Regions from separate parts of the Mus musculus genome. Here all the other regions are linked to region 1. A link is a contact called in public Hi-C and promoter capture Hi-C data. All regions are on one chromosome and are shown on one strand. Each heading gives the region's core, a stretch centred on a gene start, on an enhancer-like site or on the middle of the called end of the contact. The rest is flanking DNA. Distances are from core to core; before and after follow the strand shown. Region 1 holds the start of Pom121 (nuclear pore membrane protein 121). Region 2 holds the start of Tbl2 (transducin (beta)-like 2). Region 3 holds the start of Baz1b (bromodomain adjacent to zinc finger domain, 1B). Region 4 overlaps Baz1b (bromodomain adjacent to zinc finger domain, 1B). Region 5 holds the start of Ccl24 (chemokine (C-C motif) ligand 24). Region 6 holds the start of Fzd9 (frizzled class receptor 9).

Region 1 (4,122 bases), core at 1,039-3,538:
TTGTATACACAAACACACACACACACACACACACACACACACAGGTACTCACATTGATGAGCGGAATAGCTTGCTGTCTGGAGGGGCAATCCTCACTGTCACTGGGCTGCACACCATCCTGGAGTTCCGTGGAGACAGCACAGCCTTCTTATGGCCACCATTCCAGCAGACGGTTGGAAGTGCCCCAAGCAAGGAATACTGGGCTTGCTGAATGGGATATCGTCTTCGGGGTGTTATAACAAACCGACTGGACAAAGGCCCACAATCTCTGTGGAGAACAGGAGACAGACACTTGATGGAACCACAGTTTTTGTTTTTGTTTTTTTTTAATTTATTTTATTTATATGAGTACACTGTAGCTGTCTTCAGACACACCAGAAGAGGGCATCGGATCCCATTACAGATGGTTATGAGCCACCAAGTGGTTGCTGGGAATTGAACTCAGGACCTCTGGAAGAGCAAGCAGCCAGTGCTAGTAACCACTGTGTCATCTCTCCAGTCTGGAACCACAGTCTTAAAAGAACACCAAATTCAACTGACTGCAGAAACAAGAGGCATTAACACTTCTTTCAACCTCTTATTTTTCTGTTAGACAGTGCTGGTAGCAGAAACTAGGGGTGTGTGCATGCTGGACAAAGCACTCTATGACACTAACAGCTCAGACTTTAAATTTCTCTAAGCAGCAGAGAACGTAGCATTTTTTGGCACATTTCTCCCATTTCATCCAAAGGCAGAAAATATCAGTTGCTTAATGGCTGTCTCTACCACAGACTTCATCAAATTAAGAGGGAAACTGGAAACCTTGCCCACATGGGTACTTCAGAAGAAAAGCACATGCAGTTGGGATGTGTAGGAATAGTTTTTTTTTTTTTCCTTTCCCCCAACTAACCACCAATACACAGCAAAAACCAAACATTAACAGGTATTCACCACCTCAACTAAGCAGACTTATCAAGGCCAGTGAAACGTCTTGTGAAGGAGCTTGCTGCCAAGCTGGAGACCCAAGATCAACCTCAAATTCACGTGGAAAGAGAAAAAGGACTCCAGCAAGCTATCCTCTCATCTCCCTGTGAATATGCAATTTAAAAAGAAAAAAATGCTTTTATCCAGAATCCGGGTTGAGTGTAGTGGAGCACACCGGTAATCCCAGCATTTAGTAGGTGAAGGCAGGAGGGTCAGCAATCCAAAGTCACCCTCATGAGTTCAAGGGACAGCTCAGATACATGAGATCCTGTCTCCGGGGGGGGGGGGGGGGGGAACAAAAACCCAAAGGCTGGGGAATAGGTAGAGGGCAAGCTTGCCTGCTATGACTGAAGCTGTGGGTTCTATCCCAGCACAGCATACAACCTGGTGCAAACCTGTAATCCTATCAGTGAACTCGCTCAGAAGACGAGGCAGGAGGATGAGTTCAAGGACAGGCTCAGCCAAAGAACGGGGTTGAGATTAGACAGCCTATGCCATCAAATACCCTCTCTTAAAAAAAAAAAAAAAGAAAAAGAAAAAAAATAAAGAGAAAAGAGAGTAATGGGAAAAGGGAGGGAAGGGCGTAGAGATAAAAAGAAAGGGAAAAGGCAAAGAAAAGAAAAAGGGGAGGTGAGTTAAATCCGATTTACAGGTTGAGCCCTACGTCAAATCCGCGGCCGCAGAGACCCCACCCTGGGAAGATCGCCGGGGCTTACCGGTGGGGCGGCCTCCGGGAGGGTCGCAAAAGCGGGGTGGGGAGCGCGGGGTAGACGTGGTGGACTCGCTGGACCGCCGAGGCCGGAGGCGGGGAGCGTGCGGGTGGGCGGCGCCCCGGCCTCTCCCTTGGGTCCTGCCGGAGGGCAGGCTCGGGCGGGCCGGGCTTGCCCAGGTAGCTGCCCATGAGTAAGAGCTCAGCCGGGTCGGGGCCTCCCAGCGGGCTGCGGGGTTCGCAGAGGCTACCGTTGACTGGTGACTTGGCCGGAGGCGGTGAAGCGGTGAGAGCTGGCCGCGGGTGACGGCGCGCGTCGCGCACGAAGGACGACAGGGCCCTCGGGCCGCGGGGTTCTCGGCTCAGGCCCCACCAGGCCGCGCTCGCCCCCACGGCCAGCCAGGCCAGCGCGGCCGCCGCGGGCACCAGGTAGAGCGCGAGGCCGAGCAGCGCTAGGCCGAGGGCCGCAGCACCCGCCGGTCCTCCGTAGCCGCGGGCCCGGCTCCGGCCTTCCCGTCCGCCCAACGGGGGCCGCCGCCGCTCGCCTCCGTCAGCCGCCGCAGCCGCCGGAGACATCGCGGCTCCGCGCCGCGGAGCGGACTTAAATATCCCAGGGTACACCGCGCCGCGCGCCGCCGCCGACGTCACTGTCGTCGACGCGGCGCGCCGGGTGGAAAGGGGAAACCGCCGCCGCGTGCGGAGCACGGCGCGAGAGCCCTAGTTTGAAAAATTACAGCTTAGGTAGGCGGATCGGTGCACGCCTTGCCTCTCAGAACGCGGGAGGCGGAGGCAAGAGGAGTTCCGTGAGTTTGAGTCCAGCCTGGTTCACAAAGACAGTTCCAGCGCGACATGGAGACATAAAGCCTGTCTCAAAACAGCAAAACTTAAAAAAAAAAAAAAAGAAAGAAAGAAAAGAAGAAAAGTACAGCCCGGTTTTTGACGCTGGAGGTTTCCCTGACGCTCCTGGACTGCAGAGGAGTGATGTTAGAAATCAAGGCACAGAACGGAGATGGGTGGCACGCGCCTGTAATCCCGGCATTTGGGAGGTGAAGGCAGGAGGATCCCGAGTTCTAAGTCAACCTGGGCTACTTAGTGAGACCCTCCCCGTCTAAAACAAAATAAAACCCGATCAGTCAGACCCTGTATTGGAAAAGGCCAATCAGGCCCTGTGTGGAGGCTCACTGTTTATCGCAGCGAGGTCAGTTCCAGGCCTGCTGGAGCAACACAGTGAGACCCTGTCTCAAAATAATTTTTTAAAATGTGTGTTTTGCTTGAATGTATGCTGGGATTACATTCACACCATCACATCTTACACTTGCGTGGAGGTTGAGGGTCAACGGCAAGTGTCTTTCAATCTCCTTTTTTTCTTTTCTTTGTTGTTGTTTCTCGAGACAGGGTTTCTCTGTATAGACCTGGCTGTCCTGGAACTCACTCTGTAGACCAGGCTGGCCTGGAACTCAGAAATCCACCTGCCTCTGCCTCCCAAGTGCTGGGATTAAAGGCGTGCACCACCACCGCCCAGCAAGTCTTTCTCAATTACACTGCACATTATTCTTTGACACAGGGTCTCTCACTAAACCCAGAGCTCACCAACCTGGCTAGGCTGGCTGGCCAAAAAGACCCAAAATCTTTTTGTGCCTACCTCAGTGCTTGGGATTACAGGGGCTCCTACTGTGCTCAAGCAAGCTTGCTCAGCAAGCCCTGTACCAATGGAACCATCTTCCCAGTCCATATTTCCCCCCTTTCCATCCTTCCCTCCGTTCCTCCTTTTGTTTGTTTCTTCTTTTTTTGAGGATGATAGACTGAGAGCTATTCCTCCACAATCAAGAGTAAGATAAGACTAGACTTGGGGAGGGAAGGCTAGATGGATGAGGGAGAAGCGGGGAGAGGCAGGGATTAGAGTTTAGAGACGATGCATATTGTTAATAAAACTAGCTGAACTGGTAAATGACAGTGAGTACAGTGGGCACTGGTGATAGTTAAGAAACAGGGTGGTCCTGCTCAGTGCCATTCTTAGTTTCTGAGGTGTAATCCAGTAGGGGTTTGTTGTGTATCGGCCACTAGAGGGCAGTCCCAGGCTTATCCATTAAAGCACAAACACACACAGCCTTATCTGTCCACCTTGGTTTTATGCAGTGGTTCTCAACCTTCCTAATGCTTTAACCGTTTTATTCAGTTCTTTATGTTGTGGTGACATCCCCCAACCCCCAAACTATAAAGCTACCTCCTAAGTGTAATTTTGCTACCGTTATGATTTGTAGTGTAGATGATGTTTTCTCGATGGTCTTGGGGTGGAGGGGTCAGTACCCACAAGTTGAGAACCACTGGCCTTATGGTCTCACTGAAGCACTGCCTAAAGGACACACGACCAGGCTACCCGACGCTTGTACTTGTCCTTTGAAAATCGTAGTTAGGGCTAGAGAGATGGCTCAGAGGTTAAGAGCACTGAC
Region 2 (4,122 bases), core at 764-3,263, 240 kb before region 1:
GGGAGAGTAGGAGAAATTGGTTAATCAGAATAGCTGAAATTGTACAATACTGATTTAGCAAGATACCCTGCCCCAATACTCACCATATAAGGTGGAGAGCCATCTGGAAAACCAACAGACATCAATATCTGGCCTCCATACATGTGCTCTCGAGTGCGTGTGCACACGCACACACATCTGAACACATGTAAACTCACACTCATGTATGACATACACACATATATATGTACATATGAAAACACATTTTCTTTTGGAAGTCTCACTGTGTAGCTTTCTCTGGCCTGGAGTATGCTTGAGTACACCAGACTGGCCACAGATTCAAAAGCAATCCACCTGTCTCTGCTTCCCAAGTGCCGGGATTAAAGGAATATGCCCCCACAATTGGTGTAAAACACATACATACTCACAACCTTTTCAGGGACTAGATAATAGCCTCCATTGTAGAGCAGCTGCTTAGCATAATGATTGTCCAAGATTCAATCTCTAGCATGGCCAAAACGTAATTATATCTTTTTCGACATCCCTTTCTCTCTTCAGGCCACCCCCAAATCTAGGTACTTATCACCTCCCTGGAGGATTTTTGCAGCAACTTCCAGTTTATTTTGTAGTTGTTGTTGTGCGTCTCACATAGCTCAGCTTGCCCTGGAACTCGAAATGTATTCTAAGAAAACCTTGAATTTCTGATCTTCCTGCCTCCTACTCCCAAGTGTGGAATTATAGGCTATTACTACTACACCGGGTTTATGGGTTGCTGAAGGAACTCAGCTTTCTGCAAGCTAGTCAAATACTCTTCCAATGGAGTTACATCCCTAGCCACAACATGATTGTAAGTTTTGGTTTTGTTGTTTCTCTCCGCATCGCTGGGGAATCGAACCCACGTTCTTGTACAGAATTAATAAGTGATCTCCCTGGTTTGCTTTCTACCTTCAGTCTTTGTTCAAAATACTCCATGGATTTTGCTCCGGGCCTTCCTATGATAACTAGCGTGGTCTGATGAAACCAGTGTTCTAGGATCTCCAGTTCTTTCCGACCTTTCTAGCCGTTTCTTTTTCTAATATTCACAACCTCTCCACGACACCCTCGCTTTGGGCTTTGCGAGGCTGTCCCATACCAACGGACAGGGCATCTCTCTTCCCCAGCAGCGAAAGCACGGGTCAAATGGGAATAAGAACCTCTGCCCTGCCCCTTGGAAGGATCCAGTTTGGCGATGCTGCAATAAAACTTCTAATAAACGATCAAGATGAGGTGAGAGCTGGACCGTCTGAGTCCGCTACCGAAAAACTTCTTGCAGACAGCTTCAATCAAAGCTGTTCACCGTTGGGCCCCGCCCCTCAAAAACCAGTCCAATAGCCAGGCCTTGCCTCTTCAGGTCAAAAGCTAAGCCCCGCCCCTCATAAACTCAGACGGAAGACCCGGCCCCAAGGGGGATTCAAAAATCCAGGCCCCACCTCTCAGAGCACGTGAGCACTCAAACGCGCGAGGTTCCGCCTCCAGCACGAGCAGCTAAGTCCCGCCCCTCAGGTCGTGTCAACGGCCAGGTCTTGCTCCTCCTAACACTCAGACTACCAGTTCTTCCACCCCAAAAGACGAAAACCGTCAAGATTGGCTCCTCACGACGCCCCAAAGGCCAATCGCCGCTCCACAGTACTTGCAACTGTCCCCAGTCCCTCCAAGCGCGCCAACGGACAGGCCCTGCCCCACAGGGAACGGAACCTTCTGGCCCGCCCCTCGAGGCGCGCACGTCCCAGGCTCCGCCCTTATAGAGTTCCAACTGCCAGGCCCCGCCTCACAGCGCCCGCTAACGGCCAGGCCCCGCCCTCAAGGCGCTCAAGAGGCCAACCTCCGCCCTGCAGAGCGCTCCAACGGCCAGGTCGCTTCCCATAGGGCATCGTAACGACTAGGTCCCGCCTTCCGAGGTGCGCTTGGGACCAAGCCACGCCCCAAAGAGGCCAACGCTGGCCAGCCCCGCCCCTCGAGGCGCGCCAACTGTCCTCCCCCGCCCCCTCGTGCGCCGAGACGTGAGGACGCCGGCGTCGTAGGCTGAGGTGGCAGCTGTCCCGCAGTCATGGAGCTGCCGCAGATGCCGGAGCTGATGGGGTTGTCCCTCCTGGTGGGTCTGCTGGCCTTGGTGGCCACGGCGGCTGTGGCGCGGGGCTGGCTGCGGGCCGAGGAGAAGCCCAGCCAGCCCGTCTGTAAGTATACCGGGTCGGGTGGCGGTGACTCTGGGGACTTTGCTCCCGGCCGCCGCGTGGTACGAGGAGCGTGGAGAGTCACGGACCTCAGTTTCCCTGGTTGTGAGATGAACTTTCCCGTGTAGGTTTCGGGTTGCAGGTGCACCCCAGGGACAAGATTCTTTGGAACCTGGGAGCTGCGCTGCTACGTGGTCGGTGACTTTTCCTGGGACACCTCCCACCACCACCACCACCTATGTCCCCGGAGCTGCTACGAAAGCTCAGTCAGACCCCAGGTTTGCTATGTGTTCGTGTTCTTAGAAAATGGGGGTCATTTGAAAATACTCTTCAGCCAACTCTGACCGGCAGGAACGTTTTCTGAACTCCTGTTACCTATACCTAGCTTCGAGGTCTTTTTAATACGTTCAGTAACCGAGAAGCTTGTAAAAGTGTGGTCTACACTGTAGATCTAAATTGTAAGCATCTGAAAAGGCAAGCGAAATAGACATTGTATTAAATTTCACAAAGGAGTTAATACTATAAAAGGATCGAGAGTATGAATGGTCTTGCTGCTTTTATTTATTTATTTTTTAGGGAATAAAAGTTGGGGATTCCGGGAACTCTTCAGAGAGGGTAGGGAACCCATTGTGAGTTTCTGAGACATGGTTTCACAATGTTGTCCAAACTGGCCTTGAGCTCTGGTTATTACTGCCTCAGTCTCGGGAGCATTGGAGTATACAAGTGTGTGTGTGCTCCCCATACCTAGCCTTGTGAGGTGCTGGGTAGGTGAAACCCAGAGGCTCAAGCAAGTGCTGTTCCACGGATCTACACCCCCAAATCTGTGATGTGAGTTGTTCAGGGATGCCAGTGTAGGATTTTGCCTGGGAGGCCAAGGAAGAAAGAAGGTTCTTTTGTTTGTTTTGTTTTTTCGGGACAGGGTTTTTTTTTTTTGTTGTTGTTGTTGTTGTTGGGTTTTTTTGTTTGTTTGTTTTTGTTTTGGTTTTGGTTTTTTGGTTTTTCGAGACAGGGTTTCTCTGTGTAGCCCTGGCTGTCCTGAAACTCACTTTGTAGACCAGGCTGGCCTCGAACTCAGAAATCCACCTGCCTCTGCCTCCCAAGTGCTGGGATTAAAGGCGTGCGCCACCATCGCCCTGCAAGAAAGACAGTTCTATCAGCAGCAAAACTCAAGAAGACAAGGGATTCCAGAAACACTTGGAGGCTGCTTGGACATGGTGCGGCCATAGACCGCCTGCCTAGGATTCCCCTAGTGAGGGGTCAGGAACAGAGCTCAGGGTTAGAACTCTTGCCTGTGATACCGGAGGCACTGCATTTTATCCCAGTGCTGAAAGAATAGCAGTCCAGCATCTGGTTTAACGCTGAAGGTCACCATGAGCAAGTTCAATAATAAGTTTTAATTCCTGTAAGAATTAGGGAGCATCTACTGCTACCTAACACGTGTCAGCTTGGTGTGTAAACCTAGTTCTCCAAGATATGCTTTCATTTTAATTAACTATTTTTTTTTTTTTTGAGACAGGTTTTCTATATATAGCCCTGGCTGTCAAAGACCCACCCACTTCCCAAGTGCTAGGGTTAAAGGCATATGCCACCACTGCTCTGCTTTCTCTCTTTTAAAAATTTTTTTTCCTGCATATGAGTTCACTGTAGCTGTCTTCAGACACACCAGAAGAGGGCATCAGATCCCATTACAGATAGTTTTGAGCCACCATGTGGTTGCTGGGATTTGAACTCAAGACCTCTGGAAGAACAGTCAGTGCTCTTAACCACTGAGCCATCTCTCCAGCCCCCGCCCCCCTTTCTCTCTTTTGTGCATGTGTGAGAGAGAGAGAGATCCAGGTGGGGCCTTGAACTCACTATGTAGTCAAGCCTGACTCTGAACAACCTCCTCTCCCAGTCTTCCTGTCTCCACCTGCTGAGTGCTAGAATTATTTAT
Region 3 (4,122 bases), core at 527-3,026, 210 kb before region 1:
TGCTGGGACTCAAACTCTAGTTCCCAGCAAGAGTAGCCAGTACTCTTAATTTTGAGTCATATCTCTGGCCCCAACGTTTATTTATTTATACATACATATCCTTTAATAGGATTTTAATTAATGAACTATACATTTAAATTTATTATTGTTATTGTTGGTTTCAGAGTCTCACTATGTACTTATTTATGTGAAGAGGTGGGGGTGGAGTGGGGGTGTGAAGGCATGCCCACATGCCTTCAGAGACCAAAAGAGGGCGCTAGAGCGTCTTTGACCTTTTGAACTGGAGTTAGTAATGGTTGAGAGCCATTGCATGTGGATGCTGGAATCCAACTCAGGTCTTCTGCAAGAGCAGTATGTGTTAACCTTAAGCCATCCCTTTAGGCCCATCTTTTTTAATAGTACATTTATTTTTATTTTAAATTATGTGTATGGGGGGGGTATGTATACAGGGTTGCAAGAATCTACTGCTCTGGAGTCACAGGCGATTGTGATCCTCCAACACAAAAACTGTGAATCAGACCCAGAATCTCTGGAAGAACTCTTAATTGCATGCGGAGTCACTTCTCCAGCCCCATGAGCTTAATACATATGTTTTCTAACATAGCTTTATTTATTTATTGTTATAGGGATTTGCTATTCAGCCTGTAAGACTGTAGCCCAGGTTAGTCACAAACTCACTTAGGACCGTCCAGCTTCAAAAACCTGCATCACTTAGTTGCACTATATACACACACACATATATATATATACACACACATATATATGAATGAATATAGTCTTTTACATATGTACATACAGAAAACCTTCTTTATTATTCTTCCGTTTATTTTACTTTCAAGATTTATTTTTAAATTGTGTATGTGTGCACACGTGGTGGGGGATGTTACGTGCACGTGAGTACGTGCACCTGAGGAGGCAAGAGGAATGGGAACTCCTGGAGCTGCAGCCGGAGGCAGGTTCCAGCTACCCGATGTGGGAGCTAAGAATTGAACTTGGGTCCTCTGAACGAGTACAAGATCTTAGCCCCTGAGTCTGCTCTGCGGCTCTTCCTCCACATATTTTTAAAGAAAGTTCTTCATTATCCTTCCCTGTAGTCCTTAAAAAACAGGCTGTTAATCTCCATTTCTCAATTACAGTGATGCCGCGTCGGGGAAGGTTGGGGTCCTAGTCGCCCCAATGCGGAACTTCAGTTTGGAGAGGGCCTGAGTTACTTCCCGCCCAGTACAGCTCCACCCGCGCATCCCCGGGCGTGGCCGAGCGCGGCCCCTTTAAGAAGGGGGGCGGAGCGCGAGTGGAAAGACAAAGCCCCTGGCCGCGCGCTCCCCCTCCCCCCTCCGGCGCAGCACACGGACAGTGAGTGCCCGGATGTCGGTGTCGCCGTCGGTGACAGATGGCGCAATGTCTGTATCAGTGACAGGGCTTTTTGCTCTGACCTCTTTGAGTCTTCCGCTTTTCGTCCTCCCCCTCCTACTGCTGTCCCATTACTTTTGAAGTCCGCCACTGGAGGCCCGCACGCCCGTCCCCGGCTCTTACATAACGTGACCTTTCACCTTTTCAGACTGCCCTCTGCTGCGCTGCAACTCAACTTCGCGGCTGGAGCCCAGGGGGCGGGACTCGACCTCGGAGCGGCAGCCTCTCTGAGCCAATAGGCTGCGAAGGCCGACGAGCCCTCCGCCTATCGGAGCCTCCGCCCCAGGGCGCCACGGAGAAGCAAGTTAGTCTGTGCGCTGGCCCGGCAGCGGGGGGGAGGAAGGGAATCTCCCGCCATTTTTCAATAATTTCCTCCCGTGCCCGCTGGAGAGGAGTCGTGACTGGCGGCCGCCGCGGCGGAGATCGGCGTGAGGTGAAAGGCGCCGGAAGGGGCGAGGAGAATCTCTCCGTTTTCTCCCCTCGAGGCGTCCCCCTGGCTTCCATGGCCGTGGCGCGGTCCCGCCAGCTCTGAGGGAAGCCGGAGTTCGCGCCGCCCTCTCACCCCTCCCCTCCCCCATCGCCCCGGGAGCCAGGCGCCTCGCTCGCTCGCTCGCCCCGGGGCTGCCGGGGCCTAGCGCTGCGCAGCAGAGCGGCCGAGCCTTCGGCGCTCCGTCCCCTGCCGGCGCCGCCGCGATGGCGCCGCTGCTGGGCCGCAAGCCCTTCCCGCTGGTGAAACCGCTGCCCGGAGAGGAGCCGCTCTTCACCATCCCGCACACTCAGGAGGCCTTCCGCACCCGGGAGTATCCTTTCTCCGCGCGCGGTGTGGACGCTCGGCCGCGGCTGCGCAGGGCGAGGGATGGAGATGGCGAGATGCGAATGGGCCGCGCGCGGCTCGCGGGGCAGCTGTCACCGCACGGGGCCGTCCGCGGGCCGTGATGCCCGGGGCCCTGCTTTACCCGGGCTTGGGAGCTCCGCGGCGAGATCCCTCCGGGCCGTCTCCAGCCGTCCTTCCCGGAACCGCGCGCCTCCATCCCTTTTCCCCTTACTTTGTCCCCGGGGCCTCGGTGGTGATCGCAACACCAATCCCCTCCTCCCCAACTTGGCTTCGGGCCCTAAATGACTAGGGAGGGTAGCCGGGTTCCCTTTGCGCATTTTATTTCTCTCTCCTTTCATAGAAATGAAACCGTCAAGTTTAAGTTTTTGAAATTGTACCGGCGCAGCCGCGTGATCCGGCTTGTGCAAGCCTCTACTGCGTCTTGAGTGGGCTGTGCGGGGACACTGATGTGGCTTGTGGGTTTTGTTTTTCTCCTCCGGAGTGGACTTTAGGCCAGGGATGAACTGACAGAACCGTAAATCACAAAACCTGGCATTAACTTTTTACCCACTGAAGATGGGAAGGAGCAGAAAGGTACATTGATGGTTCTGGTGGCCATTTATTTCCTAGAGAACACAGAAGTTTGACACTTAGAAGTTTCATTTTTCCGTCTTTTTTTTTTTTTTTTTTTTTTTGAGGGAGCGCTTCATGTAGCACCGGCTGGCCTCGAACTCAGAGAGGCTGGACACTGCATTCCCGATCCTGTCTGTCTGTCTGCCTGTCTCTCTGTCTCTCAATCTCTCTCTCTCTCTCTCTCTCTCTCTCTCTCTCTCTCTCTCTCTGGTACGTGAAACTGGTGTTTTAGAATACAAAGTCAGCATTTCCAATCATTACTTTAAGATTTCTTGACCAAGCATAGCCTCTTAGTTAAAAGTTGTAGTACTTCCCCCCCCCCCCCCCCCGCCCCCGGTAGGGGGAATGTTGAATCTTTTAAGGCTTATTTGTTTTTTAAAAAGCTAAGTTTCCTTACCAAACTTGCCTGTCCTGCTATCTTTACCACCCCTTTTCCTTTGGAAAGATTAGGTAAGAGCAGGAAGGATTCAAGTGAAGTATTTCAGTTTGCTCTTGGCCTTTGCCTCTTTCCTGCTTTGTTTTTTGTTGTTTCATTTTTAATTGTCTTGTAACCTAGGTTGATGTCTAAGGTAGGTGTTGGAAGCTAAGTGTGACGTTTTCCTTCCTAACTTCCCAAGTGATGGAATTGCCGATCACCTGTGTAGATTTAATAAAATGTTCTGAATATTTAGGATACTTTTACTCCCCTTCCTTTCCTCAATATTTGGGGAATTTACCGTAGGGCCCTGCACTATTAGTAAGCTCCATCCTGGGCCCTCTGGTTTTTTATTTTGAGTCAGGGCATCATTAAAATTGCTGAGACTGGCTGGGAACTCACCATGTGGCTTAGGCAGGCCTTGAACTTTTGGTTCTCCTGCTTTAGCCTCCCTAGTATCTGGGATTAATAGACCTCAGGACCAGCCAGTACAGCTTCAGCCCTTCTAGCATCAGTTCTGAAAGGCAGTGTCCACCTACAGAGATTATTTTCCACCTTTTAATTTTGTCTGTATAGATGTTTCCCTGCCTATGTGTCTATGGAGCACTGTGTGTCTGGAGCACCCTGGAGGCCAGATTTGGATTGTGAGCTACTGTGAGGGTGCTGGGGATTGAACCCAGGTTCTGTGCACTTAACCTCACTGTTGACTCTAAGCCCCAGTTGGGTTTTTGTTTTTGTTTTCTCTTTCTTTCAGTAGGGTCTCACTGTGTGGCTCTGTCAAGGATGGAACATTTTGTAGAGCAGATTGGCCTGAAACTTAAAGATCTGCCATTCCATACCTGTTCTAAGT
Region 4 (4,122 bases), core at 708-3,207, 170 kb before region 1:
AATGCGGAAACACAAGGCTGCTGCCGAGAAGGCTTTCCAGGAAGGGATTGCCAAGGCAAAACTTGTACTGCGCAGGACACCTATTGGTACAGACCGCAACCATAACAGGTAAGTTACTCAACTTAATTTCCGTGTCTTCTGAGAGGGAAGCTAGCTAAGGTGCTAGAGACAAACTGCTTCTGTTCAGTTCTTCAGTTCTGTTTGTAGCGATGATTTCTCATTGTGCAACTATTGACTACTACTGGTGTCAGATGTCAGGGTTATGACGTTAGATAAGACAGTCTCCCAGGCTTGTTGGTAGCTTATATCGGAGCTCTTGCATAAACCATGGGTTCTATTCCTATGATTAAGAAAAAGTCTCAGCCAGGCGGTGGTGGCGCATGCCTTTGATCCCAGTACTTGGGAGGCAGAGGCAGGTGGATTTCTGAGTTTGAGGCCAGCCTGGTCTACAAAGTGAGTTCCAGGACAGCCAGGGCTACACAGAGAAACCCTGTCTCAAATAAAAAAAAAAAACAAAAGTCTCCTCTTGTCCCCAAGGGTATCATTGATAGAAAATTTAAATAATACAGACAGATGAACTATAATCCAAAATTTTTTTTTTTTTTTAATGGTTCAGTATTTTAGAAGAGATGGTTCAGTGATTTAAGACCACTTACTGTTCTTGCATTTACTGTTCTTGGAATTGGGTCTAAGCACCCACATGGGGACTAAAACCATTTGTAACTCTAGTTCCAGGATTCTGAAAACCTCTCTGAACTCAGTCATGCATGTATACATGAAGGCAAAACATGACAGACTTAAAATAATTTTTTTGTTTTTTAGGTAAGGTATTTTAAATTCATTCCTTGTGTGGAACCTAATGAGACAGAATAGACATTACAGAAGTGACACAGACATTAGATGAATTCCAGATGTCAAGGCATCTTTGTTACCCTGTCTTTCCTTACAACTCTTCTATGTCAAATTGTGAGGAAGGCACTGTCAGCTGTGACCAGTGCTACTCCTGCTTGTTAGCAGTAAAGTGATCCAGCCGTCTCTCTGTCCACTGTTGCACTTATCATGGGTGTTACTAATTAATCCTTGTTGTGCTTTGTAGATACTGGCTCTTCTCAAACGAAGTCCCAGGATTATTCATTGAAAAGGGCTGGGTCCATAATAGCATTGACTACCGGTTTAAGCATCACCGCAAAGACCACAGCAATTTACCTGATGATGACTACTGTCCTCGAAGTAAGTATATCTGCTGCAGAGGTTGTTGACATAAAGCAGTGATCCCTAACCATGGGTGGAGGAGTGGGGGGTGGGGGAGACCTTTTCTTAGGAGTTGATAATCAGGCTAGGTTGAGGTCACAACAACATGAGGACCTATATTAAAGTTGCAGCATTAGGCAGGTTGAGAACCACTGCTTTGAGTATGGTGTCTGCTCCAGGCGGGAAGTGGTCATGTCCAGAATGCATTGAACAAGTCTGAGCTGTGTAGCAGCCCAGCACAAAACACTGGAGTACTGTTTTCCTTAGTGAGTGTGTGGCTGCCTACGAGCTGTGGCCACACCCTAGCTCAGGAAACAGAACTGCAGGGTGCTATTAGGAAAAAGATTTAAGGACTGTTTCTTTTGAGTGTGTTTTGACCTTCCTCTTTGTAAAGATGAAATATTTTTATGTGTTTGAAGCAGTGCTGTGCTATAGTTCAGGCTGGCCTAGAACTGTCAATCCTCCAGCCTCAGTCTCTTGAGTACCAGGATTGTAGGTGTGCACTTCCACCCTTGCTTTGAGATAGTTTAAGTAGGGACTGTCTGTGGTTTAGGATTCACATGGAGGACTGACTTTCCTGTGTCCCCTTTCCCGGCTGTGGTTTCTTTATTACCACCCAGCTTCTGAGAGAAGAGGAGCATGCAGAGAGAAGAGAGCATGGTAGCCCTGATCCTAGCTTAATGAGGGAAGAGGAGGAGTGAATACTTGTGGGTAGTAGATTTTACAGAAATAGCTTTCAGATTTTGTACCTTGTTAATGTCTGTAGAGGCATCAAGCCTAAAACTGAGGTAGGAGACCAAGGAAACTGTTATTTGTCCTCTTTCTCTGCTTTTTAAATTAATTCTGAAATACCTTGTATTGTGCAAAGAAAATTTAGATGTGCTGGAGATTTGACTGCAAAAAGGACAGATAAGGTCCTGAATGTCATTTCACTGCAAATCTAATAAGGAGAAAAATAGACATATCTCATCTTAAGTCAGGGACTGCTCAAGTAATCTCAGCACTAGGAGCCTGGGGTGGGCAGGAGGTGGTGAATTTGAGACCACCCTGGGCTCTGTAGTGAGACCTGTAGGGTGGGTGCAAGGATTGACTGAGCCTGAGGCACAGTGGCATGCGTCTATAGTTATAGTTCCTTGGAAGGCTGGAGCAGAGTGATATTTGAGCCCAGTTGTTGAAAAGGACAAAACAGGGAGACCGCCTACCACCTGCTTGGGATCTCATATAACCTAGGCTGGTTTTGAAGTCTTTTTTAAAGTATGTGGTATTTTGTGTGTGTGTGTGTGTGTGTGTGTGTCTGCACTGTGTGCATTTGGTGCCAACGAAAGTCAGTAGAGGCATCAGATTCTATGGAACTAGAGTTACAGATTTAACTGCCATATAGGTTCTGGGATTTAAACCCTGGTCCTCTGGAACCATTGGGTTATAATAACCTGATGAAGACTGCTTCTCAAGAATTGTATTTCTCTAGGAATGTATTTTTTATTTTTGTTTTAAAGTAGTGCTTGATTTTGAAGATACTCCTAATAACAAACTTAATGTAGCATTATTAATAATAAAACCACTCATTTCTTTTATACATCTGAAAACTTTAAGGCTTCTTTATGGTAAGTTATTTTAAGTGTAGATTATATTACCTTGCAGCACATTCTGGATTTGGTATACTTTACAGATAATATTAGTGCTATCTGATGCAGTTGAACTAGAGAAGAGTTGACTGTAGAGTCAGGCTCTTCAGATTTAGAAGTGATTCCAATAGAATGTAGGACTTCTCAAAAGCTTATCTAGAGCATCCTAGTGGAGATTTGTTTTGTTTTGTTGCCCCACCCCCTTTTTTTCTTTTGGGTGTTTTGAAACAGTTTCTCCGTGTAGCCCTGGTTGTCCTGGAACTCACTATGTAGACCAGGTTGGCCTCAAACTCAGAAATCTGCCTTTCTCTGTTTCCTGAGTTCAGGGATTAAAGGTATATATATATATGACCACTGCCTATTTGAGGATTTTTTTTTCTATATGATATTGATATGTTTGTGTATACGTATGTGTGAATGCATGTAGACGTCAAAGGACACCTTGTAGGATTGGTTCTCTCCCCTGTGTTGGTCCTGGGGATTGAACTCAGGTCTTCAGGTCTGGGGGCAGGCACCTTTACCTGCTGGGCCATTTCTCTGACCTCTAGTGGATTTTTAGATTGATTTGAAGTTGATTGGTTATTTATTTTGAGTCTAGGTCTTAAATATAGTCTAGAAGTTGCTGGCCTAGAGTGCACAGAGATCTTCCTGCCTCTGCCTCCCAAATGCTGGGATTGATGGTGTGCACTACCATGTCCTGAAGATGAGTTTGCTTAAGGCTTGAGCTGTGTAGCTGTTGACTGTAGAGAATATAGAAGTTCTCAACTTACAACAGGGTTGTGTTTGATATACCCATCAAAAAAATTTAAAGTACTGTATGTTAAAAAATACACGTAATACACCTACCTTCCAGATGTGTGGCTTAGCCCTATAGTTCTACTTGTAATGTAGAGTGCCAGCTGTTTGTGCTAGTGGAGGTACGGCTGCCTAGCATTGTGAAAGTGCAAATCCCAGCCCCAGAAAAGTCATGGGATACAATATGAACTGTCTGTCATTATTACTATAAAATGAGTTGGGGACCGGCCGTGTGAGACTAAGCATACCACACATAGGACATCACTGTCTGTCGCCTTAAAACATTTCTTTCTTTCTTTCTTTCTTTCTTTCTTTCTTTCTTTCTTTCTTTCTTTGTTTTTTTTTTTTTAAAGATTTATTTATTTATTATATGTAAGTACACTGTAGCTGACTTCAGACACTCCAGAAGAGGGCGCCAGATCTTGTTAGGGATGGTTGTGAGCCACCATGT
Region 5 (4,122 bases), core at 1,199-3,698, 180 kb after region 1:
CAGCACAGGAGACACCAGAACTCTGGCATGCTTGCAGCTCACTCAGGTTCTCACAGAATAAACACATCCCCTAAAAGAAATGCTGAGAATGGGGAAATGAACTTAGACCTCATCCCAGCTGGTCTGTCAAACCCCAAAGCAGCCTGGTAAAGCGTCAATACCTATGTCCAAGTTCAGGGACAGAGGAGAGGCGGCTAAACCTCGGTGCTATTGCCACGGCGTCTCTGGACAGCAAACTTGGTTCTCACTGCCTTGGCCCCTTTAGAAGGCTGGTTTTTCTTGGCATCCAGTTTTTGTATGTGCCTCTGAACCCACAGCAGCTTGGGGTCAGTACAGATCTTATGGCCCTTCTTGGTGATGAAGCTGTAGGAAAGAAGGGCAGGGTTTAGTTTGACGTCCTGCCAGGTGTGGAGACTAACCTTCCCTTTATGAGGAAGTGAGCGCAAGCGAGTCTCAGCTGCCCGCCTGCCCTTGGCGCTAGGAAGCCCCTGACATGAGACTTCTCTGCGAATTCTGTGTTTTACCACTGGGGGACAGGATGGTGGAGTGTGCGGATACGCTCATTCTGTGGCGTCCCTGTGAGACAAAGGAGGCTCTGCCTTTGAAGTATGGTGCTGGATATGGTGATACAGATATGGTCTGTGTCAGATCTATAGCAGGAGAACAGATCTGAGAGGTCAGCTTAGCTGGGGAAAATGTATGCCTTACAACTGTGAGGATACACGTTCAATTGTCAGGACTCCAAGCATGGTGGCATGAGCTTGTAATCTCAGCACTGAGGAGGCAGAGCTAGGGGGATTCCCCACAGCTTGACAGCCAGCTAGCCTAAACTACTTGGTGAGCTCCAGGCCGGTGAGGAAGCCAGAGACGGTTCAGCAGGGAAAGTGCTTGTCGCCAAGCCTGAGTTCTATTTCTGGGACCCACAGGGTAGAATAAGAGAACCCCTATACATGTTCTGCAGAGTGCATGCATGTGTGCATGCACACACACACACACACACACACACACAAAACTTAATTAAAAAAAGAGAGAGAGACTTCTATTTTGAAGGAGGTGCTCAGTATACTTGGTGACACCCAAAATTAGCCTCTGGTCTCCACAGACATGCACACACATGACGTGGACACTCATGCCCAGCTCATCTACACACATACCCATTTTTTAAAGGTAAACATCATCAGATCACACTAGGCATGGAAACATGGCTCCTGGGCCTGCTATAGCTGAGAGGTGAGCCCTGGATGCCCCCTTTGGTGCCAGCTCTCAGGGACGCTCTGATGTCAGCTGGGGGAATATTAACATGTCATTCCCCCTGTACAGCATAGCTTAAGACACGAGGTCATGCTTGTTACCCCAGGTGAAAAGGTGGCTCTGAAGCTATGTGAAATCTAGAGACCTGGGTGGTCATGCAGCCTTGAGCCTGAGGTCTTACTGAGCCTCAACTACCTTCATTAAAATGGAAAAAGTCCTATGTTCTCTGTGAGATTGTTTTTGGTTTTGCCATGCTGGGAATGAAACCCAGAGTTTTCTACAAGTTAGGAAAGTAGACTATTGATGAGCCACGTCCCCAGCCCCTCCCTGGGGGATTCTAGGCAGGGGTTCTGGCATTGTCTTATGAAATTGTTGAGAAGACTAGTTAGACTGATGGCATATCATGTATTTCCCTCCGTGCACAATACCTTGCCCACATTTGGTACTTTGTGGATGTTCTTAGCCTCCTGAGTGTTGGAATTACTGGCCTATACCATGTCCTGGTTGTTATGTGATATTAGGGATGGAACCACGCAGGGCTTCATGTATCCTAAGCAAGCATACTACGAACTGACCTACCTCCCTGCCCTGCTCTCCCCCTAGTTTCCTGGGTGAGGAAGCTGAAGTTCATGAAGTCTAGTGCCTTCTTCAGAGATGCCCAGGGCTGGACCTCCTCGGGAGGAGGAGAACCCTGGAGTTCGGGACCCTGGAGTTAGATACTCACATGACCCCTGCCTTGGGACAGATGCTGCCGTTGGCCAACTGGTAGCTAACCACTCGGTTTTCTGGAATTTTCTTGGAAATAAAGGACGTGCAGCAAGATGAGGGGATGGTCACAGAATCTGAAAGGAAAGAGAAGAATCAGGTCAGTATCCAGCCTGCCGTAGGCTCAACTGCAGACACAGAGCCTGTCATACCCCAGCCACTTAGTGCCTCCCTCAGCCCCAGCTCCAGACTTCTTGGTTCCCTCACCCTTCACTGTGCCAAACCAGCCATGGCCTTAGAAGCTTTTGCTACCAGCAGCCCCACACTGGCCCAGAAGTCTCACCTATGGGGAAGATGCAACACGCGCAGGCTACCAGGAGAAGGAGGCCGGCAACGATCGTAGCAGAGCCCGCCATGTTCTGGAGGTCAGGCACAGCTCAGAGTTCAAAGCTGGGGTGCAGAAAAGAGATCCTGGAGATATGAGGACACCCCGATCTCCCTCCCACTGGTCTTTATATGGACAGCTCAGGAGATAGAGGCTCTGGTGTCCCTCCCGCCCTCTCCCCCACGGACTTCCTCGAAAATCGTTGAGCATTCTGTGGTCCAAAAAATGGGGAAGTTGTTGCCCATTTCTTGTCCAGTGGAGTCAGCAATTATTTGGGGTTCTGGCAAGAGAAAGCTGGGGGAGGGCTGTCATCCTGCCTGGGCCACAGCCAAGGGAAAATGTTTTAGATGACTTTGCTCTGTGGCTTATTGCGTGAAATCCTGGGTAAGTTACTTGGTTCTCTGAGCCTCAGTTTTTGTAGCTGCATAGTGAGTAGAGTCCTCCTTATCTCCCTGCCTTCTGTCCACTCATTCATCTATTGATTTACCTGTCTGTCTATCCATCCAACCATTCATCCATCTATCCATCCATCTACCTGTCCATCCATCCATCCATCCATCCATCCATCCATCCATCATCCATCCATCCATCCATCTACTGATCTGCCTATCCATCCATCTATCTATCCATACATCCTTTGATCTGCCTATCATCCATCCATTGATCAACCTGTCCATACATACATACATACATACATACATACATACATACATTTACACATACATCTACCTATCCATCTATCTATCCATTCATTCATCTACCTGTCTATCCATCTTTCCACCCATTCATCCATTGATCTATCTATCCATCCATTGGTCTACCTGTTCATACATACGTACATCTACCTGTCCATCTTTCTTTCTACCTATTCTTCCATTGATCTCTACATCCATCCATCTATCCATCCATCCATCCATCCCTCACTCTACCTGCCCATCCATCTATCCATCTAAAGGGGACTAAAAGGAGCAAAAGCAGGCTCTCTGAGATGATGGCTTGTTCCCAGAAGACATTAGGATGAGAGATGGTAAGAAGACACAGGGGTAGGTATCTAAACAGGACCAATAGAGGGGAGAGGAGGACCCTGGGACCTTATAAAATACACAAGATTGCATCCATTTAAGGACTTTGAACTTAGGGCCCTTCACACCCTGAAAAGATAAAATGGTAACTTTCTTTTCTCTGTGACTTGGTTTTCTGTCGTTCCCATAAGTTCAATTTGTCCATGTAGGGAACCATACGTAGCAATCCTCTAGACAACTACCAATGCCTTCATGACTGGTCCATGCGTCATCCATCCATTCACCTACTAGTCCATCAATCCATCCATCTACCCATTATAGATCCATCAAACTTTTATTAAGCATGTGTTATAGTCGACAGGTATATAGAGAAACATTTTATTTCTGTGCCCATCAAGTCCCCAGTCCTGTGCCCAGCCTTTTTAGAATAAATAAGAAGTTGATCAGGTCTGAGACAATTTCCCCTAAGCCAGAGATTTCAGAGATTGGTGCCTGGGGTGACCAGAGCTAGGGTGGGAGCACCAGAATCTCAGGAAGTTGAGCTCAGAAGGCAAGACAGACATAAAGGAATCCAGATACTCAGACTCATTGCCCGTCCTCCCATCTCTCCCATTGGTCCTCCCTCTTTGTTGTTGCTGTTTGGTTTGTTTTAAGACAGGATCTCACGCAACCCAAGATGGCCTTGAGCTCCTGATTCTCTTACCTCCCCTCCTCAGTACTTGAACTACAGGGGTCCACCAATATGCCTTGTTTTATTCC
Region 6 (4,122 bases), core at 999-3,498, 140 kb before region 1:
CACAGAGGAACTTCCTCCTGGACAAGGGGTCAGAGGATGAATCTCATGGCCTCCGCCCCCCACCCCCAGCTCTGCTTATGAAGTTTCTCACCCTCCTGTCTTGTCTTCCCTCTTTCCAGCCCAGATAGAACACAGCAGTGCCACACGAGGGTTTATTCCAGTCACAGCTTCCAGAGAAATGCCACAATAAATTACATCATTAAATAACTCTGCACTGGACCCTGCCCCCTTCTGCCCCTTCTTATCCTGGGACCCTCTGTGGACTAGGACCACTCCCTGCATGAGACAGAAGGTCAAGGCCCTGAGCTTTACTGGGTCCCCACCCTAGTCCTCAGCCCCCTGTGTCTCACTTGTCTGACCTTGACAGCTGGGCAGCTGTTAGTCAGCTGTCTCTGAAGGGGGGAGGGGAGGGCAAGGAGGGAGCAACCATAACTCACAGCCTAGCCTATGTTCTAGAGGTGTGTGGGGTTCTCCAGAGAGGGGTCTGTCTTAGTCATGTGCAAGACCACCGTGGGGGCTTTGTAGTGGCAGTGGGTACCCCGGCCATAGCCCCCTGGGGTTCGGCAGGCCTTGGCCCGGGCTCGGCCAGCTGCCATTTTTCGGTAGCACAGGCTCTGCCAAGTCTGAAAAGTCTTGGAACTCCATACCCAGACTCCACTGGTGATGCCCACCACCAAGGACATGAAGATTTTGAGCATGAAGACAGCCACAGTGGGCACCGAGCCCCCTGGCAGCGAGCAGTCTCTCCGGCCTCCAGGCACGGTGGCAGCAGTACATGGTTGCTCTGTGGCCCGAAGCCGCCAGAAGTCCATGTTGAGGCGTTCATAAACGTAGCAGACAATGACGCAGGTGGCCGGCACTGTGTAAAGGATGGAAAAGACTCCGATTTTGACCATCAGCTTCTCCAGCTTCTCCGTATTGGTGCCTCCCGTCTTCATGATTTTGCGGATATGGAAGAGAGCCACAAAACCGGTCAGGAGGAAACTGGTACCCAGTACCAGGTAGCAAGATAGGGGTACCAACACAAAGCCAGTGAGGGCTGCCGGGTCCATGCTGGCTACATAGCAGAGCCCAGTCAGTTCATCGCCAGCCACCTTGCGCAGAGTCAGGACCACGATAGTTTTGAGTGCTGGCAGGCCCCACGCTGCCATGTGGAAGTAGCTGCCGTGAGCCTCGATGGCCTCGTGGCCCCATTTTTTGCCTGCAGCCAGGAACCAGGTTAGAGTCAAAACCACCCACCAAAGTGAGCTGGCCATCCCGAAATAATAGAGCAACAGGAAGACCAGGGTGCAGCCTGTGTTTTCCAGACCCTCCTGGATCACATACAGAGCCCCTGCCTCCTGGTCGCATGCCACACTCTGTGCACCTGCCACCGCTCTGATCAGGAAGGCCAAGGAGTAGACATTGTAGCACATAGAAAGGAAGATAATCGGGCGCTCTGGGTACTGGAACCGGTGAGGCTCCAGCAGGAAGGTGAACACGGTGAAGGCCGTGGAGAAGAAACACAACGCGGACCACACAGCCATCCAAACCAGCGCGAAGTCCTTATCGCGCCGAGACCAGAACACCTCGACGCCTGGCCCGCAGCGCGGAGCGCACGAGCGACTCTTCTCCACGTACTGGAACTTCTCGGGGTTGTCGCAGGTGCCACCGCTGCCGGGACCTGGGGCTGAATCTCCCGGTGGCCTCGCGGGCCGAGGTGCCACAGGGAGCATGCCCAGGCCCTTGTGGGGTTCTGTGGGGCCTGCTGTAGCGTTCTCGGGTGCCTCCATACAGAGTGCGTGCGGGTCGTTGCGCGTGGGGAGCCGGGCACAGTCGAGTGAGTCGGGCCAGCCGAAATTGAATTGCTCCATGATGGGGGCGCAGCGCAGGCGAGCCTGCTCGCACATGGGCCGGCAGGCTGGGATGGGAGTGGAGACCTGGTCGGTGCACATTGGGGCGTAGAGCGAGCAGAGGAAGAAGCGCAGGTGGCTGTGGCAGCCGTACTGCACGAGGGGCGAGAACTCGGCCAGCTGCGCCGCCGCCTCGCCCTGCGACGTGTGGCCCAGTAGGTTGGGCATGCGGGTCAGGTTGTAGCCAATGCCCCGGCACATGGGGATCTCCATCGCTTGGCACGGTGCGGGGCCACGGCCACGCTCCGGATCGAAGCGGCCGATCTCCAGCGCCGCGCCGCCCGTCGCCAGCAGCTGCCACAGCAGCAGCGCCCCGCGGAGCAGCGGTGGCACGGCCATCGCCCCGCGGCGCGGCCGCTCGGGCTCACTCGCACCGCTCCATCCCGCGTCCCGGGATCTGCGCGCCACGTCGCGGCTCCCGCGCCATCTCTCGGCCGCCCACGTGTGTCCCGGAGCGCGTGGCGCCTTCGGAGGAACAACCGCTACCACCGCCGTCGCCGCCGCCGCCGATGCCGCCGCCACTCCAGCCAGAGCCGGCGTGGTCTCCGCCGCCAGCCGCCGCGGCTCGGCACCCCGAGGGCGTGGTCAGTAGGAGGACACGCCCAGGGGCGGGGCAGTCCCTCAGGGCACGCCCCCGTCGCGCTTTAAAGGTGCCGCGCCTCTCTGCCACGCTGGAGGCGTGTGGGCAACGTTGTGGGTCAGCTTTTCTTCTCTTCTGCTCATTTCTTTCCCTTCCTTTGCAGACTCGACAGTCCGCGGGAACGCACCTCCCAATGTACTCCCTCGCATCAAGTGCGCCCTTTTCTTCCCAGGTGGGAGGGGACCATCCCAAGCTCTCCAAGCTCCAGGCTAGGGAGTTGCTTGTTCCCCCTCTCCTCTCTTCTTCCCTTAAGGGTGTTTTTGTTGATCCTGTTGTTTTTGAGACAGGGTCTCATATAACCCAGGCTGGCCTCAAGCTCACCTTGAATTCCTGATCCTCCTGCCTCATAAGGGCTGCCACCACATGAGGTTGTTTTTTGTTTTTTTGTTTTTTTGGTTTTTTTTTTATTAATTTATTATATGTAAGTACACTCACTGTAGCTGTCTTCAGACATTCCTGAAGAAGGCATCAGATCTTATTATGGATGGTTGTGAGCCACCATGTGGTTGCTGGGATTTGAACTCAGGACCTTTGGAAGAGCAGTCAGTGCTCTTACCCGCTGAGCCATCTTGCCAGCCCCCCACATGAGTTTTTTCTGCTGTTCATTCTAGGGATGGAACCCAGGCTAGACAAGCCACGTGCCCAGCCCAAGCTGATTTTGTTTTGTTTTCATTATATTTATCACACACACACACATCCTGCCGTTTGTCTGTCTGTGTGTGCGTGTGTGTGCATGTGTGTGTGTGTGTGTGTGTGTGTGTGTGTGACACGCACGAAACTGCATGCAAGCAAGGACAACTTGGGGAGTCAGTACTCTTCTTCTATCACGGGATACCTGCCCCCTGACTCGGGTCATCATGACTGGGATGGGGTGACTACCTTTATACTGAGCCATCTCTCCGGCTCCTCCACTTGTCTGTTTTGTTGTTGCCTTGCTTTGCTTTAAATTTTTAAATTTTCTTATTAATGTGCTTTGCTTGTCTATCTGTATGTGCACCACGTGTGTGCCTGGTACCCTTGGAGGCCCTAAGAAGGCTTTGGAACTGGAGTTGTGAACCTCCATGTGGGTGCTGGGAATCGAACCTAGGTCCTCTGGAGGAGCAACCAGTGATCTCAATTCCTGATCCATTTCTCAAACTCCCCATTTGTTTGTTTTCCAGACTATTTCATGTTGTCCAAGCTGGCCTCACATTCCTTATGTATCAAAGGACTTCTCACCCTCCTACTTCCACCTCCCAAGTGCCTGAGCCAGGTATTTCACAGTGATGATTTCAGCCTCTACTGTGGCCCTACAGGAAAGCCGGAGTCTCTGGTACAAGTCTGAAGGGAAAGCTATACTACTCAGGCTCACACACCTCCTCGGTGTCAGGACTGGCAGGCACATTGTTTCCCTGCTAAAAGTTGCCTGTTACATGCGCGCACACGCGTACACACACACACACACACACACACACACACACACACACACACACACACACACACACACACACACACACACACACACACATACACGGCTTGGCCAATACCCTCCTGCTATATTTAGAGCCGGGATTCAGGAAGAAGCCAGGGCAGCGCTGATGGCCGCAGTGA

The links. Promoter capture Hi-C pulls out the DNA fragments that hold promoters and counts their contacts. Hi-C and Micro-C count contacts between places; a contact is called where the count stands out from the background.
Region 2: a promoter capture Hi-C map of pre-B cells shows a contact between it and region 1, with 2.1 times the contacts expected there. The contact joins the promoter of Tbl2 here to the promoter of Pom121 in region 1. A contact is called at or near these places in 1 of 39 promoter capture datasets (pre-B cells), 2 of 484 Hi-C or Micro-C datasets (B cells and CD4 T cells), 2 of 115 datasets of contacts at active chromatin or transcription factors (bone marrow-derived macrophages and memory CD8 T cells) and 2 of 9 other capture datasets (liver and pancreatic islet).
Region 3: a promoter capture Hi-C map of second pharyngeal arch cranial neural crest shows a contact between it and region 1. The contact joins the promoter of Baz1b here to the promoter of Pom121 in region 1. A contact is called at or near these places in 6 of 39 promoter capture datasets (the C10 cell line, cranial neural crest, frontonasal cranial neural crest and 3 more), 5 of 484 Hi-C or Micro-C datasets (CD8 T cells, embryonic stem cells, muscle stem cells and 1 more), 4 of 115 datasets of contacts at active chromatin or transcription factors (bone marrow-derived macrophages, extraembryonic endoderm stem cells, memory CD8 T cells and 1 more) and 3 of 9 other capture datasets (adipose tissue, liver and pancreatic islet).
Region 4: a Hi-C map of embryonic stem cells shows a contact between it and region 1, with 2.4 times the contacts expected there. The contact joins the enhancer-like site here to the promoter of Pom121 in region 1. A contact is called at or near these places in 7 of 39 promoter capture datasets (the C10 cell line, cranial neural crest, frontonasal cranial neural crest and 4 more), 23 of 484 Hi-C or Micro-C datasets (B cells, the G1E-ER4 cell line, LSK cells and 13 more), 3 of 115 datasets of contacts at active chromatin or transcription factors (embryonic forebrain, extraembryonic endoderm stem cells and large pre-B cells) and 3 of 9 other capture datasets (adipose tissue, embryonic stem cells and pancreatic islet).
Region 5: a contact with region 1 is called in a promoter capture Hi-C map of embryonic stem cells, with 9 times the contacts expected there. The contact joins the promoter of Ccl24 here to the promoter of Pom121 in region 1. A contact is called at or near these places in 18 of 39 promoter capture datasets (the 3T3-L1 cell line, 3T3-L1-derived adipocytes, the C10 cell line and 11 more), 3 of 15 datasets of contacts at CTCF or cohesin (embryonic stem cells, large pre-B cells and pro-B cells), 2 of 484 Hi-C or Micro-C datasets (nephron progenitors and uterus), 7 of 115 datasets of contacts at active chromatin or transcription factors (the 230-238 cell line, bone marrow-derived macrophages, embryonic basal ganglia and 3 more) and 4 of 9 other capture datasets (adipose tissue, liver, macrophages and 1 more).
Region 6: a contact with region 1 is called in a promoter capture Hi-C map of embryonic stem cells. The contact joins the promoter of Fzd9 here to the promoter of Pom121 in region 1. A contact is called at or near these places in 6 of 39 promoter capture datasets (cranial neural crest, embryonic stem cells, frontonasal cranial neural crest and 2 more), 3 of 484 Hi-C or Micro-C datasets (embryonic stem cells and stem cell-derived epiblast-like cells), 1 of 115 datasets of contacts at active chromatin or transcription factors (memory CD8 T cells) and 3 of 9 other capture datasets (adipose tissue, embryonic stem cells and pancreatic islet).

The regions. Positions count from the first base shown.
Region 1 is chr5:135,392,258-135,396,379 of GRCm38.p6, forward strand. It overlaps Pom121 (nuclear pore membrane protein 121), which reads right to left and starts at 2,289. Exons shown (of 13, transcript NM_148932.2): 1 at 1,680-2,289; 2 at 53-268. The coding sequence starts at 2,248.
Region 2 is chr5:135,147,673-135,151,794 of GRCm38.p6, forward strand. It overlaps Tbl2 (transducin (beta)-like 2), which reads left to right and starts at 2,014. Exons shown (of 7, transcript NM_013763.3): 1 at 2,014-2,192. The coding sequence starts at 2,066.
Region 3 is chr5:135,185,547-135,189,668 of GRCm38.p6, forward strand. It overlaps Baz1b (bromodomain adjacent to zinc finger domain, 1B), which reads left to right and starts at 1,777. Exons shown (of 19, transcript NM_011714.2): 1 at 1,777-2,210. The coding sequence starts at 2,104.
Region 4 is chr5:135,221,989-135,226,110 of GRCm38.p6, forward strand. Baz1b (bromodomain adjacent to zinc finger domain, 1B) reads left to right here. Exons shown (of 19, transcript NM_011714.2): 8 at 1-108; 9 at 1,097-1,230. Among named protein-coding and RNA genes, the nearest start is that of Fzd9, 27 kb to the right of the region's middle. Within about 2 kb of position 1,958, at least 9 of the 459 cell types and tissues checked have an H3K27ac peak or open chromatin away from gene starts, as enhancers often do. A contact at or near this core is called in embryonic stem cells, where this site is marked.
Region 5 is chr5:135,570,601-135,574,722 of GRCm38.p6, forward strand. It overlaps Ccl24 (chemokine (C-C motif) ligand 24), which reads right to left and starts at 2,449. Exons shown (of 3, transcript NM_019577.5): 1 at 2,300-2,449; 2 at 1,976-2,093; 3 at 1-363. The coding sequence starts at 2,372. The coding sequence ends at 195.
Region 6 is chr5:135,248,799-135,252,920 of GRCm38.p6, forward strand. It overlaps Fzd9 (frizzled class receptor 9), which reads right to left and starts at 2,249. Exons shown (of 1, transcript NM_010246.1): 1 at 140-2,249. The coding sequence starts at 2,231. The coding sequence ends at 453.